Regions from separate parts of the Mus musculus genome. Here region 2 is linked to region 1. A link is a contact called in public promoter capture Hi-C data. All regions are on one chromosome and are shown on one strand. The core of a region is the stretch at or near the end of the contact, and the rest is flanking DNA. Distances in the headings are between cores, read along the strand shown. Region 1 overlaps Adam23 (a disintegrin and metallopeptidase domain 23). Region 2 holds the start of Cryge (crystallin, gamma E).

What was found. Promoter capture Hi-C pulls out the DNA fragments that hold promoters and counts their contacts.
Region 2: a promoter capture Hi-C map of liver shows a contact between it and region 1, with 2.2 times the contacts expected there. The contact joins the promoter of Cryge here to the enhancer-like site in region 1. A contact is called at or near these places in 8 of 39 promoter capture datasets (the 3T3-L1 cell line, 3T3-L1-derived adipocytes, the C10 cell line and 4 more).

What each region holds. Positions count from the first base shown.
Region 1 is chr1:63,531,531-63,538,071 of GRCm38.p6, forward strand. It overlaps Adam23 (a disintegrin and metallopeptidase domain 23), which reads left to right. Exons shown (of 26, transcript NM_011780.3): 7 at 2,756-2,828; 8 at 3,605-3,678; 9 at 5,389-5,454. Among named protein-coding and RNA genes, the nearest start is that of Gm22281, 41 kb to the right of the region's middle. Within about 2 kb of position 2,916, at least 16 of the 459 cell types and tissues checked have an H3K27ac peak or open chromatin away from gene starts, as enhancers often do.
Region 2 is chr1:65,048,221-65,054,761 of GRCm38.p6, forward strand. It overlaps Cryge (crystallin, gamma E), which reads right to left and starts at 2,943. Exons shown (of 3, transcript NM_007777.3): 1 at 2,885-2,943; 2 at 2,550-2,792; 3 at 337-676. The coding sequence starts at 2,893. The coding sequence ends at 404.

The sequences.
Region 1 (6,541 bases), core at 1,666-4,165:
CTGAGCCATCTCACCAACTCTGACATTTAGACTTTTGATAATAAAAAGCAGCATTTATTTTCTTGTCTGTACATGTATGTATGCAATATATTTATATATACATTTATATAATATGAAATATATAACATATACCTATATAATCTATTTACACAATACACACATTACATATATGTATATATTTTATTTATAATATATAAATATATAATTTAATGTATAAATGAAAATAAATTTATATTTACACATATATAAAACTATGAGGTAACTTCAAATTCGAGACAGAAAAAATATTTAATTATACATGGTGATTGCAATATTTGAACAAACCTGTGTGGGTTTTGATGAATAACTTTAAAACTTTCCATAGAGTGACAACAGTTTAGCCTTGATTAGGATATTTTGATGAGTAAAATGTGCTCCCTGTTCCATGGGCAGGCAGATAACCATCTTATGGCAAAACTGCCAGACAGACATTCAGACATTCAGCAAAACACCTGACTATTGGCTTTGAGTAACTGCTCCCTTACCTCCCTCACCAAGGAAACCCCCAAAGGAAAACAACAACAATAAGTCCAAAATAGTTCTCTAAGCTTTCACATTTTAAGAAAGTGTAAATGGGGTAATTTCCAGTGCATCCATAATATGACAATTTTTGCAGACGGGGTGAATTCATAAATGTGTTGCAGTGTCTGCTGAAGTGCTAAAAGGGTTTATATACATATAAACTCGTATGATCAAAATGTTTGAGGAATCAGCACTTAGTTGTTATAGCTGTAATTATACTGCTGGGGGCTGGTGGTTATGTGCTTATTATCTTCTGTTCCCTGCCTGCCTCCTACTGCCTCCCTTTTGTTCATTCTCACTGTGGGTGGGGGCAAGCGAGCAGAACTTGAATCTTTAAATTAGCAGCGAAAATCTTGTTGCAGGTTCAGGGGTAAATATCATGATGCTAGGTGTCTTTTCATCAGTTTCCAGAATAAAGAACTGATTAGATAGAATTTGGATTTTGGGATATTCAAACTATTATTGTTATTATTATTACTATTAGTTTAACATGTTTGGTAGTAACTCTTGTATGGACAGGATAGTTCCAGTGAGAATTCACATTCTATTGCAAGTAGAAAGCAATTAGCAATATTCTTAATTATTGTTTTCTATCAAATCTAATAAGAAAGGCCTTTTAAAAAGCTTTATGATTATAAAACTAATATATTAATTGAGTGTGGTACTGTATGCCTGTGATCACAGCTACTCAGGAGGCTGACACAGAAGGCTTACTTCAAGGCTAACCTGGGAAACTTAGTGAGGCCCTGTCTCAAAACAAAACAAAATAAAACAAAACAAACAAAATCATAACACCACCCCCTCCCCCAAAAACAGGCTAGGCATTACTTAGTGGAACAGAACTAATTTAGTATATATGAGACTCTGAGTTCAATTATCAATATTGCAAAAGCCACCAAATCTAGAAATATGTTAAAAAATTTTGAAAAGCAAAATAACCACTTAATTAACTAGTAATTATCCATCATACCACCCCCAAAGAAAATTTATCACCTTTTAGCAAATATTCACACAATTTTTCCATTGCATATTTCCATGTATATTTTAGATAAATTGATTTTCTCATAGCACAACTTAACCCAATTCTGAATTTTTCTGAATCTCAGTATTCTTATTCGTTAAGTAGAAATGTGATGGTTGATCTTGCTTGTCAACTTGACTCACCCAAGAAGAGAGAAACCTCAGCTGAAGACCCGTCTCCATCAGAGTGGCCTGTTGGGTGTGTCTGTGGGTCATTTTCTTATTGCTAACTCATGTACGATGGCCAAGCCCACTGCAGGTGGCATCATCCTGCCACAGGTGGGATAAAATAGGTATCCCTGGGATATATAAAAACGGTAGCCGACAAGCCAGAGGAAGCCAGCCAGTAAGCAGCGTTCCTCCACGGCCTCTGCTTCAGTTCTTGCCTCTAGGTTCCTTCTTGAGGTCCTGCCTTCATTTTCTTCCATAATGGACTGTATCCTGCCAGGTGGGATGAGCTCTTTCCTTCTCAAGTTTGTAATGGTCAGTGTTTTATCACAGTGGCAGAAAGCAGCCTAGAACAGGGGTAGAATCCAGACAACATGGACTTCTTGGGAATAATTCAGACAATGCACACACCAACACTGCTTGGCAGAAACTGAGCCCTCAGCTCTTAACAATGCCACTTCCATACCTAATAATGTAATGAGGCCCTGTAATTTCTAGGCCAAAGGATATGAATATTTCCAAGGTTGCTTATGGAAATCATTAAAATCTTTCTCAAGCCATGTTACCAGTGATGTATGAGTATATTCAGCCTGGCCTTGCAGCTGTAATTAAATATGGATGTCATCATTTTTAAAATCACTTACAAGTTGATGAGAAAATTGCAGTTTCATCTTTTCAAATTTTAAAAGTATACGAGAGCACCAAGGTTATCATGCCAGTGGACAGGCAGTCCTTTCCTATTCGTTTCCCACTTGGGGCTTTGAGAGAAGCTGAGATTCAAGAGCAACTGACAAAACAGTGCTTTCATCTAAAGTGGGGCCGTTGGAGGGCTCTTCTTCATTTAAAATTAAAGGTTCAACAAGGCATCCCGTCTTCCTTCTAATATGTCATGTCCCCATGTAAGGAAGGATATTAGAAGCAGCATTATGCAAGCACAGTTCCATGGAGTCATAGAGGTGTCTTCCTGTCTTACTTTTTCATTCCCTGCCATTGTCTTTTGTTTCAGAAAAGCACAGGCCGACCACACATAATCCAGAAAACCTTGGCAGGACAGTATTCTAAGCAGATGAAGAATCTCAGTAAGTCTTCATTAAAATAGCTGTGGTATGTGTGGGGCTGTGTCTTGCAGACCTCTGTAGAGGGTCAGGTTTGTTCAGGAGGGAAATTGGTCTGAGAGCTTGGGTCGGCTGTGTGGGTGGGGAGTGCAGCCTCAGCTGTGCCTTGCGTGGGATGAGGCATGGAGAATTGCTTCAGTGAAGATGACAAATGAAGCGCCAGCCAGCGTGTAGCTGGGCTTGGAACCTGAGTGTGGCCAAATATAAATGATTACTGCAGGGCCAGGCATTAAACCAGACTTTCTGGTTTGCTCTTCCCCAGCCCTTCTGCACTACCTCCCCCAGTCACCCTGCCCAGAAGCATCTTCAGTATGCTGATGTTGGCAAAGGCTTCTTTTGGTTTCCTGCAGGCATGTGAGATACTATTTCTATATACTAATGCCCAGAATCTTTCATAATTTATACAGAACCTTATGCCACGTATCATTTTAAAGTCTAAAGTAAATTGGGCACACATAATAGAGTTCTTAGGCTATAGTTAAACGGTTGTAGGTCAAATAACCATCTTCTAATCAACCTTGGGCAACTCACATTTTTTTCACAAAGAGAGGAAAATCTCATTTGAGCTGTCTTTGTGAGTGTGAAATGTTGAACAATCAATGCACGGTTTCACTGTAGGCTGTTTGGGCCCTGTGATGACATTCATTATTAACGGCACTGTTCCTTCGTGTAATATTTGAAGACTATTCTCAATGGAACGCTGTCCACATCCATTTGATGTTAATTTCCCTCTTACACAGGCACAGATGGCAGTGACCAGTGGCCTTTGCTACCTGAATTACAATGGCTGAGAAGAAGGAAAAGAGCGGTCAATGTGAGTGCAGCCTCAGGCAGGGCTCCTTCTCACTCCCCACACTCCATCTCAACTCTCCCCTTCCAAACAAAACACAGCACAGAGAAGCCCCAGCTCTTGAGGATTTCTAGCACATTGCTATTTATTCTCCCCTTCCTGTTAAGGATTCAAACTGATTAGAGTGTCCTGTGAATCCTGATGTCATGTAAAAATGTGTTGTTTTAGTTCTGTCTTCAATGTGTTTTTTCTTAGGAAAATTGGAGGATATTCCCCCCGCCCAATGGAAAAGCACAATAGGGCTGGTAAGATGGCTAAATAGGTGAAGCTTGGTACCCTGAACTCCATCCTCATGACCGCCTGGCGGGAGGAAGGAGAGAACTGATTCCAATAGTTGACCTCTGGCTTTCCCATGCATTCACCCTCCACACACAACCAAACCAAACAAAGACGCAAACAAACAATAAAGAGACTGCACCACAGTTTTAAAGATAATCTGGCTTATACAATGCCGTATAGAACATTTCTCTTAAAAGAAATTGGCTAATCAAGTTTATTTGTATTTCTTCCAAACAAAAAACTGTTATTCCAAAATTGAAACTGAATGTGTTTATTCAGTTTATTCAGACCAGAATGATACAATGTCATTCCTTTATTGGCAATATGACAGTGGCTAAAAAAAAGTCATGAGACTGCATAACCAGTAACTGTTGCATGCCTTTTATGTTCTGATAAATACATAGGGGCATTGTAACTAAATGTGTAGTTGATTAGAAGGGTGTAATGATTGGGACTGTTTAGTAATTACATGGTGAATGCCATGTAACCAAGAATTAATTCTGTAGCTTATAGGTTACATAGTAATTCACTAGATGACTTAATGCGTAATTATAGCACAAATTATACATTTTAGATAATACTTAGTTAAATTTATTTTGTGTGTATGTGTGTTACATGAATTAGACTCCCCCCACCTCCCACGATCTAAAAGTTAGTTCAAGTTTGAATCATCTTCTTACATAGTGTACACTGGCATTATGGTAATCACGAATACAATTTTTATGCTCACTTAATTAGAACTTTGCTTACTCTTGAAGATGCAGTTGGCTTATGCGCCTTTCCTTTCACTGCAGTCTACCCTGTACTGAACTGTTACTCAGTACACAATGAGGAAGAATGGTCATCATTACCTTTTCAGCTGTGAGAGGATACGTGTGACTGAGAAGTAAAACAGTCTTTATTCCTAAAGTGTTATCTGTCGGCGTTTGTTCCTGTGAGGGGCTGGAAATCGGAACTCTGTCAGATGCCTTTTATCCCAGACCTCTAATTCTTATTGACCACCCTGATGTGATTTCAGAGGTGCCTGCTGTTCTCTTAGATGAATTTAAAGTGAATTCCCTTTGACATTTTAAGTAAATGTGAATATTTTATCATTATTACTGTAGAAAAGGAAATGTATTTATTTTTAGCTATCATGCCGTACCTTTTCCTTTAGAGTAATTTTACCTGGAAAGCCACACAGAAACCATATGACCTATTTCTCATTTTGGCAGGTGGCGATAGTGACGCTGTGTTTCTCTAGCTTCTTCTTTGTTCAGTGGCACTTTATAGTCACATTGCTTTACCAGGCATCTTTTTTGGATAGCTATACAACAGGCAATGAAGAGTCCTGAAAGGCTTAGAGATACTTTATATCAACCCTTGTTCTAACCATGCATTTTAAATTTTCTTTAGCCATCTCGTGGTGTGTTTGAAGAAATGAAGTATTTGGAGCTTATGATTGTTAATGATCACAAGACGGTAAGAATAGAGAATCGTAGCTGTCTTAGTTACTGTTCTATTGCTGTGAAGAGACACTATGACCAAGGCAACTTTTAAAAGAAAGCATTTAATTGGGGCCTTGCTTACAGCTTCAGAGGGTAAGTCCATGATCCCTGTGGTGGGTAGCAAAGTACAGGAGTAGCAGGCAAGCGTGGTGCTAGAGCAGTAGAGGTTGAGACAGGTGGACCGACACATAGATAGACAGACAGACAGGGAGAGAGGAGGGGCTAGCATGGGTTCACCCTCAGTGACTCATTTCTTCCAAATAGCTCATACATCCTAGTCCTTCCCCAGCAGTTCCTCCAGCTAAAGACCAAGCATTCAGAGATATGAGCCGTGGGGGCCATTCTCATGCGAACCACCAGCACAGAGAGCTTGTTGAACAAGAAATGCATTTTACTTTGATTGAACTATTGTTTGTAACTTAATAAAGTCCAGATGTTTAGACACAATCATTTGGTGGTTCTAAATGAGTGCCGTGTTTCTAGATGAAGAAGAGACAGTAACAATATGGAATTTTGACAGCTCTAAAATTACCTCTTTAATAGAGATTTATAATGGGTAGATTTACCAATATGATGCTTTTCACTTGTCCATGTTTAAAGTCCTTGCTCTCTACCTTTCACGTTTGTGTGTGTGGCCACTGGTTCAGTATTCTATCCCATGCTTTTGCGATGAAAAAAAAAATCACGCGTGAGGCTCTGGGTTCCATACCCTGGCACTTCACATACAAACAAACAAATGAAACATCTGTCTCAAGAGACCACGTTAAATGAGTGGTTTCTTTGACTAAATATTGATAATACAAATAATGTTGTGTTCCACCCATGGGAGTAATAGGTGCTGCACTCCAGTGATGCTTAAGAGAACTATGGACAGAAACACCATACTCACTTGTGTCTATTCTCTGCTTAGCCACTTCCATTGTCAGCACCTGAGCATCCTGGCTCAAGGCTGTGCACTACTGCACTCAGTTCCCGAGGTGTGCTGGTAACCTCTCAGATACACTTCTCCACTGCTAACTCATCTCTGGTGTGTCAAGCTACTGAAGTGACCATTAACTGAA
Region 2 (6,541 bases), core at 1,693-4,192, 1.5 Mb after region 1:
CTGATGTTCTCGAATTGACTCCTCAATGGTTGCTCCTATTAATGGCCAGTTGTGTGCCTCCAAGGGAACCTTTTTAACCTCCCCCCACCCCCTTCCAAACGCTTAAACCACCCCAGCTAGCAAGCAGCCAATAGGATTTAACTCTTACAGAGACACGCGCCCACTTCTGGTCCCCCCCCCCCCCCCCAGAATCTGTGCTTTTTGTCTTAAGTTGCACGTTTTCTTGTCTGCTTTTCCGTTCCCAGCCCACCCCTATGTATGATACTATCCATATCATTTCTGAGTAGCTTTGCTGCGCCCTTCAATTGAGGGTGAAAGGAACAGAGAACTCTGTTATTGCATGAAACACACAGGAAATATTTTATTACTGTCCAGATGGAGAAAATGGTAGAGTAAAAATATTTCAATAGAAATCCATGATTCTCCTCAGAGAGCCCACCCTGGCATTCATGGCGCCCCAGTCGTGGTAGCGCCTGTACTCCCCAGGCCTGAGCAGGTACTGCCGCCCCCGGTAGTTGGGCATCTCGTAGAGGACCCAGTAGCCCTCCATCACGTGGAAGGAGTGGAAGTCACTGAAGTGGAAGCGGTCCTGCAGGTGGGAGCAGTCGTCTGTGATCTCCACCATTTGGCCTCTGTAGTCCTCTCGCTCGTAGATCTTGATCCTGTGAGAACTGGACTGTGTGTCCAGAGAACAGCAGGACGTCAGAAAACCTGAGCTGAGCTGAGCTGAGCTGAGCTGAGCTGAGCTGAGCTTGCCAATCCAGCACGTGCTGTCTGGGGGAAGGGCGCTCCCTAGCTTTTCTATGCCAGAACGATTTAACTGAAAGAAAGGCCACTAATACTAGGATCCCTGCGCATGATTCAGGAAGTTGTTCACAGTGAAACTCGAGATCATCACCACCAACCATTCCTTTCGTATAAACTGTGCTCCGGTGGAGTTTTCAAGTATAACTATCCACATACTGGCCCTCCTCAGCATCATTTTAAACAACTATTCTCCACCTCCCCCCCAACCCTCTAGATTCTTGGTAATCCGAGGTTCTTTTTAGAAGGTATAAAATTAATTTGGTATTGCAGTGAAAATCCAAGTGTATCTTTAGCAAAAAAACCACCATCCTGAATTTCAGTAGCATTAGGAGAAAGCAGAGGAAGAGAAGTCAAATTGTCTCTTCCACAGGAAGAGGATGGGCCAATTCAGGAAGAAGCTCAACCCAGATATCCCTCCCTCCAGCGTTCTTTGTTGCTTCCGGCCCTTTACAACCTCAAAGGTTATAAAGCAAGGATATCTCAAAGACTGAGGTTTAGCTCTCAGCTCTAAAGTGTGCTCTGGGTAAATCAGGTTTGGTCAATACCTGTGATGAATGTTTGAGATCCTGAAGAAGCCTGTGTGGATCAGGAATGCAAACCTTTAGAGCAGTGGCTCTCAACCTTCCTAATGCTGCGACCCTTTAATACAGTTCCTCACGTTGTGGTGACCCCCAGCCATAAAACCATCTCCTTGCTACTTCTTAACTGAAATTTTGCTACTGTTATGAACCATAATATAAATGGCTGATATACAGGATATCTAATACAGAACCCTAAGGGGGTAGTGGCCCACAGGTTGAGAACCACTGCTGTAGCACAGTGAATAGTCGGGCTGCTTGTCCTGGGCAAACCTGCTCTTCAGCTTCAGCAAGAGCTCTTGGCTCAAGGTCTTCTTCTATCCTCAAAACCTACGGTAGGAAGGGGTCTCCTAGCAACAGGGAGCAACAGGCTTATGAGGCATCCTCTGATAGACCAGTATTGTGCTCTTTGCAAAGGACTCACATGTGTGTGGACAAATTTGATCCTCAGGACAGCTTGTCACACAGAGAGCAGCCCTTATGACAAGACGTTCTTTTAAGAGAAAAGGAAAGGCCAGTGCTTTGAGTCTGTAGAAAGGAACAGGAGGAAGGGGGTAGCTAGGTAAAGGAAGAAGAGGAGGAGGAGGAAAAGGAGGAGGAGGAGGGATAGGACAAGGAGGGAGGGAAGGATGGAGGGAGGAAAAGGCAGCAGCTAATATCTGAAGTAGGTTATTAGAGAATCCATGGCATCTAGACTGTTGGGGCTTCCTTTGGGTTACAGTTGATGCCCCAGAAACTTTAAAATCCTACTTTTCCATCCCTTGGCAAGTATTACCACAGCTCAGCTAAACTTATCAGCTCAGCCCCTGGTGACAAGGTCTGATGTGAATGAAGTTAAGAAACATGGGTGAACAACCTCAAACCATCAGGCAGCCTCTTGGTATTAAAGCCGCGGCCCAGTGGCTCTGAACTAAAAACCATGCTCAGGTTATTCCCAATAATAGTGAATTGATTTTAGCAAAGTAAATGAAAATGCCCAGCGGAGAACTTTACTTTCAGACATGTTTTTGTGGGAACCTTGGATGGAGTACTTCTTAGTAAACATAGAGGACACAGAACCAGAGGAAGGTGGCTGCCACTCCTGACTTGAGCCAGTCACAGATATTACTAGCTGGTCAGGATCACATAATTGACTGTAGGCAGGAGCCCTGTGAAAAGACTCACGTGGGGGATGAGGCGGCAGGAGCGGACAGAGTCACTGAAACCCATCCACTGCTGGTAGTCAGGGTAGTCCCCGCGACGCAGGAAGTACTGGCAGCCTGCGAAGTTGGGCTGCTCATAGAGCATCCAGCAGCCACTGTCCACGCGCACAGAGTTGCAGCGGCTGAAGTAGGGCTGCAGGTTGGAGTGGTCGGTGCTGCACTCATAGTGGCGGCCCTGGAAGCCGCGGTCCTCATAGAAGGTGATCTGTAAGGCAAGGCAAGGCAGGGCTCAGAGGCCTGATGTGGCCTGGACCCCAGGGCAGGTCCTTTCCCAAAATGAGGATGCTCTGGGCTCACCTTCCCCATGGCTGGTGTTGGCAGGTCGGATGGGATAGTGCTGTTGAGTGTGTGGGGCTGGGAGCAGGGTCTATATAGCAGGAGGTCTGCTGCGTTGGCAGGAACGGCACAAAAGGGGCCCGCGGGGGGACAGGGCATTTTTTCTCTCTCTCTTTTCTATATAATGACTATGGGGGAGGTGTGGGTTATTGTATGTTTTCTCTTAGACTCTCCAGAGCTTTCGAATGGATGACGAATCACTGACCCGGCTAAGAGGGTCACTTGACGCGGCTCCAGCCTTTAAATGAAGCTGATTTCGGAAAAACTGATGTAGAGCAAAGTTGCTTAACTCGTTAACATTTGTAGCGAAATGTTTTAGCTATCTTTTACAGTTTCGAAACAATGCCATAGACTAACAATGCAATATAGTTAACAGTCTTGAAAAAGTGGAAGATGGGGGCGACAGGGGTGAGTGTACCTTCTCCACAGGATGATGAGAGTCCAAAAGGGTTCTCCTCTGTCCTGTACTCTGGAGACAGAGGCAGGCGGGAGATTAAATGGGCAGAGACAGGCAGGGGAAGGAAGATCTGTGTGAGTTCAAGGCCATGACAGTCTGGTCTCCAAAAATGAGTTCCAGGAAAGGCAGGACTGTTACACGGAGAAATCTTGAAAAAGCAACAACAAAAGAGCTTTCTTATAAGCTTTGTGCTGATCAGCTAGGAACCAGAGAACTAACGGGACTAAGTAAATGCTAAAGTTAGACACCTCAGTTCTGTTCCTCAGAGTGTGAGACCACGCCCATCTGCTTGGGCCTCTTCCCCCAGGCCTCTCTCAGTGCAGGCAAGAGATTTTAAGTCCTGGGGTCACAGGGTGACTCACAGCCCTTTTACACTGGTAAGTTTCTACTTGTATTGACTTCGCAGCAAAACATCAGTTTGTTCGAGCTGCCGATAAATGCACGGTAACAAACAACCTGTAAGGAGGACATTTGGAACCACACAACCTTGTAAAGACGCTGCCCTCAACACCCCTGAGCAAACCCTGATTGTCCTGTAGTGAGTGCACTAGTTAAAGGGGCTGGACCCCCTCCTCCTGTTTCCAAGACTCCCAACAGCAACAGGTACCTCACTCTCTTTAAAGCAAGGCCTCTCAACCTTGGCACAAGGTTGACATTCTAGCTGAAACATTCTGATGCATAGGACTGTCCAGAGAAATGCAACATGCTTCTTAGCGTCCTGTCTCAACCATCGGATGTCAGCTGACACCCCTCCCCCACCCCCAGCTGAGGTAATTGTGATAGCTAAGACTACACCTCCAGCTGCCCCTAGAAAACAGTATCTCCTTCCCCTTGGCCTTGAGAACTACCTCTGGAGAAGCTGCTCTCATTCCTAAACAGGGACTCTTACCACCTGAGTGGCTTACTCAAAACTTTTCTCCCTCAGCAAATTTAACTTGATTGAGTCCTAAGCCTGGTCACATCTTTGTCTTTTTAAAAATTATTAATTTGGGATTTATAAATAAGTAGGAGAAACAAAAACAGGGTCTTATATCCAAACAAGGCACTATTGATGTATATTCTAAATATTTATTTATTTATTTATAATTTAAAAAAGATTTATTGTATGTGTATAAGCATTTTGCCTGCATGTATGTAGATGCTTATAGTAGTCAGCAAATGGAGGTTGTATTCCCTGAAACTGGAGTCACAAATAGCTCTGAGTTGCTGTGCATGTACTGGGAATTGAATCCACAGGAAGAACAGCCTGGGTCCTAACTGCTGCCTATTTCTCTAGCCTTTGATGGTGTAGTTGTTTTGTTTGTTTTTCTAATTGCTGGCTATTTCTCCAGCCCTTGTTGATGTATTTTGCTTGTCTTTCTGAGACAGGGTTTCTCTGTGTAGCCCTGGCTGACCTGGAACTCATTATGTAGACCAGGCTGGTCTCAAATTCAGAGATCTACCTGCCTCTCCCTGGCTCCCAAATGCTGGGATTAAAGGTGTGTACCACCAGCTGGCTGTTGATGTATATTTTTAAAAAGTTCAATCCTTATTCCTTTGATTTAATAAGTACATCTCTAAAATCTATCTGAAAGAAATGGTTTAAGGTACATACAAAAAAGTAGTAGCTTATTTAAAAATTTGATATAAAAGAAATGTCCAAAATAGTATGTTAATTAAGTAAATTATGAAACATCTGTTTGATGAGTTGCTCTGTGACCATCAAAATTATCTCTTACTTTTCTGAGAATTTACTTAAGGATATAGAAAATGTTCACCATATGTTAAGGGAGAGAGAGTAAGTCTATTGTGCATAAAACTGCAAAACACTTCTGAAGATAAAAATGAAGAAGTTATAAACCTGTGGAAGGGAATCTTGTGCTTGTGGATCAGAATACTTGATATCATTAAGATGTCACAATTACCCCAAGTAATCTACAGAGTCAAGGCAACTCTGACAAAATCCCAGCATCTTCTACCCAGAAACATAAACATGTTCCCGAGAGTCAACTGACTTCTCAAAGGATCCAAACAGCCAAAATGACTCGGAAAAGAACAAATTTGGAGGGCTCATATTTCCTGATTTTAAAATTCACTACAAAGCTATAGTAATAAAAACAGTGTGGTACCAGTGTAAACCCAGACATGTTGAGCAATGGAATAAAGTCAGGATCCTGAAGGGGGGTGGGGCTCATATGTGTTTTCAAAATGGCTTTAACAAGAATATTAAAGTCACTCAGCAGAGAAAATACATTAAGCTAAGTTGGAGAAGCCAGAAAAGAAAGAACAGGTCTGCTATGATTTCATTTATTTGTCATGAAATAAACCAAGTGATGCTCGCCTGGTGCTGGGGTGTGGGGAATGGGGAGATGCTGTTTAGTGAGGGGGGAATTGCAGTCTGGTACAATGGACATTTCTACCTGCACACAGTGGCGGTATCAAACATTGGGAATGGGTCAGCTATACTTCAAATCACATGAACCAAAATGTCACCCATGCTTGCACGATACCTACTTCTATAGGAAATAGAACTAAGAGTATCTTATCATTTATTTTTAAAGTTCTCCTTATATGTCAACATTTTGGGTGATGGAAATATTTTACTCCAAAATCAAAACAGAACGGCAGGTGCTTGATTTGAAAACTGCTGTTACTGGGGGCTAGAGAGATGGTTCTGTGGGTAAGCATGCTTTTCATACTACTGTAAGGATCTGCGTTCAGACCCCAGCACCTATGTAATAAGCTGGACATGGCCTCATGGGTACCTGCAAACCCAATGCTGTGTGTAGGAGGAGGCAGGAGGATTGCTGCGACTGGTTGGCAGCCTTGCTGAAAACATAAGCAATCCAGGTTCAGGGAGTGAGCCTGCCTCAAAGGCAGGGAGTGATTGACCCGTTCAGCAGGTCCAGTTATTCGAGGGTCTCGAGGGGACCTCCTCCTAAAGAACCAAATGGGGGGTAGAGAGAGACAAGGGTCTTGTACAAGTAACGACACGAAAACCATTCTGAAGTTGTATCAAGACCCCAATGTATTGAGAAAGGTCCAAGGCTTAAATGCACAAGCAAAAGAGGAAGTATAGACACTGATCAGCGGGAGGGGTGGGGCAATACAAGCAAAAGGAGAAGTATTTATGGGAGGGGGGGCAATAGAAATTCTTTCTTTTGGCAGCTACTCGGGGAAGC